Regions from separate parts of the Lactuca sativa genome. Here region 2 is linked to region 1. Evidence: chromatin contacts called from public Hi-C data. All regions are on one chromosome and are shown on one strand. The core of a region is the stretch at or near the end of the contact, and the rest is flanking DNA. Distances in the headings are between cores, read along the strand shown. Region 1 holds the start of LOC111894997. Region 2 holds the start of LOC111894992 (MLO-like protein 7).

Region 1 (4,466 bases), core at 1,264-3,763:
TTTCTTGAGTTCGAAAAGAACGAGAATAATAATTATTGATATTTTTTCATGTTTTTTTTTTTTAATTGTCTAACCCACACACTTCATAATCTATTCTAGCCCTGTCGAAAATACCCGATATCCGAATTATCCACCCGATTTTTTCGGGTATCGGGTAAATCGGATTTTTTTTCGGGTAATCGAGTAACCAGATTTTTTTTTCAGGTCGGGTAAAGGGTACGTTTGTTGGGTTTCGGGTATCCCCGAATTACCCGAATTATTTTAAAATTTCTTTTTATTCGTAAAGCTTGTACTTTGTAGCAGGTATTTGATCACGCTTAAACTAACTATCATTATTGCAAAATATGAATCTTTTTTATTATGACAATATGACACTAGCAATTGTAAAAGTAATTGTTTATATATCATCATGTTCTTTAAAACTTAACTGTTTTCTAGATTATCATTTTTATTGCAACTAACAAACTCATTATCTTGACGAAACTTCAGAACATAACAAAACTTATGGCTACAATTATCTTAAACATTTTAAACTTTTAAATTAAGATCTTTAAGTATTTGTTTTTTAACATTTTATTAGATTAGATTAAGTTGTTAAAAAATTACTTGATATCTCAGGTATTATTGACTAAAAAATCTTAATGTTCAAAGTTTGAGTAAGTTTGTTTATGCCTCGTTTGTTTATATAAACAAGACTAATAAAACATGACGTATTTATTTTATTAAATTTATTTTCAGGAGAAATTCAAAAAAAAAAATTATATATTTCGGGTAATACCCGAGTTACCCAAACCTGACCCGATACCCGAATTTAATGTGGATCGGTAATGGGTATTTTTTTTAACATGAAAAATCCGAATTATCCAACCCGAAAGGGGATTTAAACCCTTGACTTGTTGACCAGCATAAACAATATTTTACCGAAACGACGATGGTAATTACTCACCCTTTGATCTAACTAAGTCATGTTTAAAAGACATTGTGTTTCAAAATATATGGAAATTTTATGTTTTGTATACTACATGCCTACATGGCGTTCATGGAACTTTCTTTTGCAAATAGAAAAATCAATGGACTTTGAACATGAAGATTGGTTAGAGTTTAGTAAAGAGAATTACAATTTACAGGACAAGGCCCAATTGAATTTGTATAAATGATAGTTCTTTTAAGAGTTATCACTTGCCACACGAAAACAATTAAATTAACTAAATAACTAATTGGAAATAACGAATAATCTAGATTACTTTTAATTTAATTATTAACATTCTGAGACTTCATCTGGTTGCCCTTCAAAGAGAATTTTGCAGATACTATATTGCAATTCTTCTAAATTTATTTGTATTCCTTTTTTATTGTATGGTTATCAAATGATAGTGTTGAATTAACGTAATTACTATACATTTGAAAAGTATATGAATTATAAAACTCTTACATTACATAATATCAAGATCACTCTCTACTATTTGGTAAGATTTCGGCCACCTTTCTCCCAATCTCCATCGATTTGGTGCTTTGATGCACATGCAATGGCACCGTGTTATTGTCAAGAAAATAAAGCACACAAACCATCATTATCGAGGTTGTGAACATGGGAATAGGCCCCAAAAGCCATAGCAACAACAATAGGGCAAGATAAAGTGCCCTAAGCCCAAGTGACCAAAAATCACCACCCCTAATCACAGCCAATTCAATTGATTTTATTGGCACATTGCTATTTGGCATACTTATTAGATAAGTAGCATGAATCAATGATCTTGTGGACTCAATAAAACAAGCAAAGGCCAAGAGAAAACAAACCAAGAGGCTTATGTGTTTTATTGATATTGTTGATGAATTTGCATCTCCATAGATGAACTTGCTTTGAAACACTGAAGAACTGTTTGCAACCAAAGTGCCGATGACCGCACAAAGAGTTAGACATATGGATGACATGAAATTTGATGATGATATATTGTAGGAAAGCACGTTTAGAGGAACCGCAAAGTCATTGTTTTCCATCTAGCAAAAAGAAAAATAACAAATGGGGTATTTAAATTACAATTGTTTTGAAGTTCTTAAATAAAAATTATTCATTCAGTAACCCCTAATATGGCCCACATCGCTCTGCCCCAAAAGCATCATTTGAAATATAAATAAGATACATAGTGGCTCACTACGTTCTATATTGTAGCAGCTGTTGCTACAACTTGAACCCTTAACTAGGTCTACATGTTTACCACCTTGAACCAATGGTGGTATGTATGCCCTTGGGGAAATTGTATCGAATTGTATATAAAAATTTTAAAAATCTTGCCTTCATGATTTTGTCGACCCAAGCTTTTTTGTCATTGTTTTCAAAGCCAATAGTTGTGGTGTGAGGGCAATTGAGACATCTATAGAGAAGCCATAGGTGGTATCCAAACATGACCAGAAGCCCACTTGGTACCAAAACCAAATCAAGGTTCTCCTTATGGAAACTCATTTGGAAAATAACTTATCTACAAAATGTAAGCGACTCCATTGCCTATAAAAGATCAACGAATCTTGAAATCTACTCTACTTGGTTATCAAAAAACAAAGGGTTGACCTCAAAGTTTCTTTCTTTAGATGAAAGTGAAGACTTGGATATGAGTTGGCTTTTTGGAGATTGCTTGATGCAATTGCTGAGGCTACTTGAGATGATAACTTGTGTGCATAATGAAATTGGAGTGAAAACTGAAAAGGTCAACGGTGGCATGAAATGCAATGTAAGAACATTACTTTAAGTCATTTAGGTGCCAATTATGCAATTACCTTTCCAAATATTGGATATTTTCTTCTATTCTATTTACGTTATGCTTAAATGACTTGAAGAATCAATATAAAATTTGATTCCTAAATTGTGAAATTGACTTTTTAAATAGAAATCTAACTCTACTTGCAATACAAAAACATTACAATCTTTTAAAGCAAACATCAAGAATCTTGGAAACCAACTCTACGAGCAATAAAAAAAAATTGTGCAATTTGATGCAAGGAAAAGTGTGTTTCCTTCTTATGTAAATGTAACACCAAAACCAACCATTTAATTTAAGATATTGAACACATACTTTTTTAAAGCTAAGTGACAAGTTTATCTATCTTGTCTTCTATAATTCATCAAAAGAAATCCCAAATTATTCAAACATTTGAAATATTGTTCATATCAAAACAACATGTTCAAAATGTCATTAAATCTATAACAAAAACCCCTTACAAAGTGAAGGTAATATATGAAAAGAAACAATTCTACACTTGCAAAACTCCGAAGTCTCTTAGCATAGTGACTCAAAACACTACCTCCAAATTTTTTTTAAAAAAAATCAACGATTAATGGGAGTGTGCATACGCTCAACGATCTTGTTAACAGCATCACGTGACATCACCAACGTGTCATGCAAAAGGATGCTATAAACATTCAAACCCTGCACCAAACCAAAACAATTCATAACTAAACAGAACAGCTAATGACATGACATGACAGATATATTCCTCATATCTCGTATGGGCAAAAGACATAAACGCCCTTTTCATCATCATTAAAAAAATAGACGTAGAAAGCTTACAATAGAGGGAAGAACATTGACATAATGTAGGTTTTGAGTTGCAAGCTTGAGGTTTTCATCAATAGGACCTCCATCCACCACTAGAATCTTCTTGGACTCTTCCATTTGATTCGCAAAACTCACAATATTCTTTGTTTTATGAGTCGGAAGCACTAAATCCTCAAACACCAAAAGCTGCAAATTGTTACCTTTATATGTTAATAAATTATATAAACTAAATATTTTATTTGAAAGTAGAAAATAAAATCAAGACTTGCCTTCCCTTCAGCTGCACGAGCAGACAATGCAATCTTGAGCCCTAGTCTTCTGACCTTCTTGTTCAGCTTAAACGCATGGCTGCGGGGTTTAGGCCCATGCATAACAGCACCAGTTCTAAACTGTTTTATCATTATTTCAAAATCTTAAATAAAAAAAAAAACATATGAGAGTAAACTAATTAATTAATTAATAAAAAAAACATACCTGGGGCCCACGCAATGATCCATGTCTTGCTCGGCCAGTACCCTTTTGGGGCCATGGCTTTCTTCCAGTACCACTGACCTCACTTATGGTTTTTGTTGAATGAGTTCCCTGTAATCATCATCACTCTCAATCAATATTCAACAATGAGATTGAGAAAGATTGAAAAAGTTTCTAAATTGATGAAAAAAATCAAAATTCAAAAAAACCTGTTGTCTTTTTGCAAGCTGCCATCTTACAACACGGTGGATAATATCCTTCCGAATGGGAAGATCAAAAACATCACCTGCCAACACCATCAGTCCTTTGTCTTCATTCTGAAAGTTTGTAACTGGGATCACCAGGTCCTGTAGTTGACCTGTGTCAAACTCAAAACCATGGTCAAACACAAACTCCATTCTTAATAGATAATGTATGATTTGTTTTCATTCATGCACCTAATTT
Region 2 (4,466 bases), core at 1,328-3,827, 210 kb before region 1:
CTGACCGAATTTGGCCGAGTAAAAGGCATATGACCGAGCCACATGTTTATATGTGTGATATCAAACAATCTGAATCTAACCGAGTTTACCGTACCCGGTAAAAGACATAAAACAACCTCTAAGAAACATCATGTGGGATGTAGATCAAGTATACAACGCATAAGAGGCTACTATCTATAAAAAACTAAATCCATATTAGAATTGAAACTCTCACACGGTGACTCTAAATTTTCTTGACCATATCTACATTGATACCCCACAACCAACTTGTTAGGGACTTGAGGGCCCACTTGAGACACGAACCCTTGACCATTATGCAAATATATCACCCCAAAACCAACTATGCTACACCCTATTTTTTTCATTTTCTTAGATAAAAGAATAAAGAAATGATTCTCATGAAAAATATATCATACCTTTGGGCACGTGAAAAATGGGCGGAAAACTAGTCTTTATCCTTTTGGCCATGGGTGACAAATTGCTATCGGCTCCGGAAACCAAGTTACTCCGCTCAATCTCCCATGGAGAAACTCGGTTTTGCCTTGTTGTAGCTTCCACACCATCCCACCTCACCTGAAAATATATCAACACATAAATAAATAACCCATCGGAAAAGCAAGAAACTGAAGATGTTCATCAAAACTAAAGACCCACCATCAGACACTTCCATTTCGATCCAGGCCACTTGACAGGGTCCACATCGCTAATCCCAGTTATCATCCCTGTACTTTTTCTCTCTCCTGCATCTTCTGTTTCAAAACGAAGATTAAACCTCATTCCAGGTGAGAATTTGTTGGGAAGAAGACTCTTCAGAAACCGATGATATGGTAGAATGAATTCTGATACGCCACCCGTGAAAGAAGCGGTTGGGTTGTAGGAGACATTGAAGACAGTTCTCTGTGAAATGGAGTTGACGACGGTGGTGAAATCGTTTAACTGGTGGCGGTAGGTCGCCGGAAAACAAGGTGCGGTTTTTACTTGTGCTGATCGCCGGATACCCAACCTGAGTACCCCATCATCACCCCTGAGAAAAAGAACAGCGTCTCCACATACAAGCTTCTTCTTGTTCACAAAAGCACTCCAACCGGTGGTTAGCAGATGCCGCCGTGGTTGGCCTGTAAAAGTCACCGGAAAATAATAAGTTAATAACTATCATGAAACGAAGGTATAAAAGATTTTGATTATACCTCGATAGATATGGCGGAACTTCCATTCCGTTCCATGGAGATCTTTAGCTACAAGTTCTTGTGAAGGTCTTTGCTGTTTATAATCCTGTAGGATTAATGACTTATAAGGTGTGAACATGATAATGATTAATGTCGCCATTTTAGGAAAAGGACTGTAGATGGAATACCAGAGGAGGGAAGCAATCTTCTGCAGCCCGACGTGGGACAGAGAATCCGCCATGGGTGCTGGTATCGGAAGCAGTGAGGGTTTTGCAGAACATGTGGGGTGTTGATGGTTTTTCATCGAGACCTCCGTTGTCGTCTTCTTCAACCTCTGTTTCACCCCATTTCTTCTCCAGCTGTGAGATTGAAGTCATTCAACCCTAGTCAAGATTCAAGAACCAGAAAATATCGTTTGATGGAGGTAAATCGAAAGGAAACCTGACCTGAACATCGGGAATCAGTGAAACTTGAGCATACACATCGTCGGATCCTAATTCGGCCTGATTCAAAAAAGATAACAGATGAATGAGTATAACCTGTGAATCTGTGACCCTAATCGGTTTATTTTAGTAAATAAGAAACCCTAATCGTATAACTTACGTGAAGCTTAACGTCGGTGACACGGCAAAAAACGTGGGGAGGGAGATGGACACCGGAGATGGCCGGAGAATCATAGATGCGTAGTTGTTCTAGGTGACCTTGTGGGAAGTAAACGACGGCGTTTCCTTTCTTCGGCAACGAAATTAAAGGTCCAGCACACGCGTGCCACAACTCCAAACTACAGAGCACCGGAGAAGACGACAACAGAGACAACTCCGACGCCGGAGATGCATACGAATCCGAAGACGATGGAGAATCGAGAACCAACGACCCCGCAACCTCGTCAGTATCGTCGTTAATGGTGTTCAGATCAATTAAGCCACACATCATCACAGAATCCAAACACAAAATCAAACCTCCTAATTCGACCAATCAGAAACACTATTTCATCAACATTATGAACACAAAAAGAAGCTATAAGTTATAAACCCCCACCCACTGGTAAAAACTTCTCTCTCTCTCTCTCTCTCTCAGTCTGAAAAAAGTAGAGCTTTTTCAGAGAAATGGTGAGTGTAGAGGAGTACGACTGAAAGAGTAGCTTTTTTCATCAAAAATCAGCTGTTGAAAACTTCCAAAAGAAGGTGGTGGTGGTGTGTGTATAATTAAATCGTATATGATGCATACATAAATGTTTAGGATGGATGAAAACGAAGGAGCTGTAAAGCAGTTGGTTAGTATAAAGAGAGAGAGTGGGGAAAATCTGCAGAGGGAACAGGTGGCGGTGCTGACAGGCCGGGGGTAAAGAAAGCGAAAGATGAGAGGCCCCCTGTAATTGCGGGAGTGAGAAACAATGGTGGCGTGTCCCCTGTTTATTCAACAAAATCTATCTTCCTTCTTATCTTTCTAGTAATATTATTTACTATAATACTAATAATAATAATAGTCAAACACTATTCATTTTATTATTTGAAATACCAAAATATATAAACACTACTTGTTATTATATTTAGCTAGTGATTCATTTCGTATATGTTAATCGAGCATGTGAATGTAATGGGACATTAAGGTATTAATCAAATTTAATTTGTTTGTTATAAATGAATGAAATGATGCTTTTTCTTAAGGAATATGATTTCTTTTCCTTATGCAAGAGAATCTTAAATGCTTAATCTTCTTGAAAAAAAGTTTTCTTTGTCATATTATTTTTTATTGACAACAAAATTTTATCAAATAGTTTTTTATGTTGATAAATTTGTTTTTATAAAATAACTTTTTATTTATCAATTTTATTTTACTTAGATTTTTAATTATGCATAACAAATAACATGTACTTTTTTTTTCGTAGTCTATTGGTTATGGGACACAAATAACCTTCTAAAAAGAAGAATGACTAGAAGGTGGTATTCTCATGGTCCGTTTAGGAAAATGGTTGGCTATAGGATGACTAAACCTTCAACAAATGCATTGGTGTAGACACCTTGCTCCCTACAAAATACTATGTTTTGTTTGGAAGGATTATTTAAAATTTTCGACCATACAAGGATTGTTAATTTGCGTCGGAAATCATTGTTGGGGTTCTCAGATGAATGGAATTTATCCTCAAAGTTTTACAAAGATGATGAGTTTATTGACTTCATTTCTACTTAGAGTCATTCTTTAAAGAAAAAAAAAAGTCGTCTCTCACGTTGTGGCGTATTTTGTTTGTGAAAAATAAAATGGTGTTTAAAAAGCCTACTGTAACCCAGCAAAAACAACGGAAAACATAATTTGTTTGGTGTTTGGATGGATTAGATATATGGGTAAGTTTGTAAATTGCAATTAGGTAAGTTGGAGTCGCTACCCATTTTTTGTAATTTCCTTTTGTTCGTTTCTTTCTCACTCATTATAACTCACAAAGCTTTTGTTTTTTAATAAAATTTGCCAGCTAAAAAATAAAACAAAACCTAATTCATAATATTTATTTAAGGATTAAAAAGTATTTTTTCCTATTTAGATAGTTCGATTTCCATTGAACTCTATATTAGCTGAACTTCAAGATGATATTCTAGTTTAATCCAAGGAAACTTAAATATATATTCCACCCCCACTCAACTTTTGTTATTAAATTATCTATAATGTATGCTCTGAAACAAGCTAAATGCAATTCTTTTAAGGATTTATTTTCTATACATTATATTTGTACATTTAAAAATTCTTTCATTAGATCTTGATTTTTTATAATACAATTAACTTTTTCATTAATCACAAAATAACACTAATTTTGTAATTGAATAATGAAAATATGAAACTCCAAAATATATATATATATATATATATATATATATATATATATATATATATATATATATATATATATGAAATTCCATACCATTAAAAAGTAAGGGTGTTCGAATTTTATTTAAAATGCTTAAAAACTTATTAAGGTTTGTTACAGGTAATAAATAGTTTTGAATGTTTGAATAGAAAAAATTGTAAATAAATATCAATTTAAATATGAATTTTTTTAATAAAATATATATATATATATATATATATATATATATATATATATATATATTTTAATTTATTGATTTATTTAAATAGTTTTTAATAAGTAATTTCCTAGTTATTGGTATAACTACCATTTGCCAGACTTTAAAAATAATTTGTAAAAAATACACAAAAAATAAATAAATAACAACAACAACAACTTGATCAATCACTTTTTAGTAAATCAAGCTTTTTTTCCTATAGTTTTATTAAGTAACCACAAAATCA

The links. A called contact is a pair of places that touch in the nucleus more often than the background predicts.
Region 2: a contact with region 1 is called in a Hi-C map of seed, with 4 times the contacts expected there. The contact joins the promoter of LOC111894992 here to the promoter of LOC111894997 in region 1. A contact is called at or near these places in 3 of 4 Hi-C or Micro-C datasets (leaf and seed).

The regions. Positions count from the first base shown.
Region 1 is chr4:81,773,991-81,778,456 of Lsat_Salinas_v11, reverse strand. LOC111894997 reads right to left here and starts at 2,513. Exons shown (of 2, transcript XM_023891082.3): 1 at 2,294-2,513; 2 at 1,284-1,998. The coding sequence starts at 2,461. The coding sequence ends at 1,450. It overlaps LOC111894980, which reads right to left. Exons shown (of 9, transcript XM_023891064.3): 4 at 4,460-4,466; 5 at 4,232-4,380; 6 at 4,026-4,133; 7 at 3,821-3,940; 8 at 3,564-3,737; 9 at 3,135-3,422. The coding sequence ends at 3,321.
Region 2 is chr4:81,985,733-81,990,198 of Lsat_Salinas_v11, reverse strand. LOC111894992 (MLO-like protein 7) reads right to left here and starts at 2,577. Exons shown (of 20, transcript XM_023891079.3): 1 at 1,770-2,577; 2 at 1,613-1,669; 3 at 1,355-1,525; 4 at 1,188-1,272; 5 at 655-1,115; 6 at 417-573. The coding sequence starts at 2,099.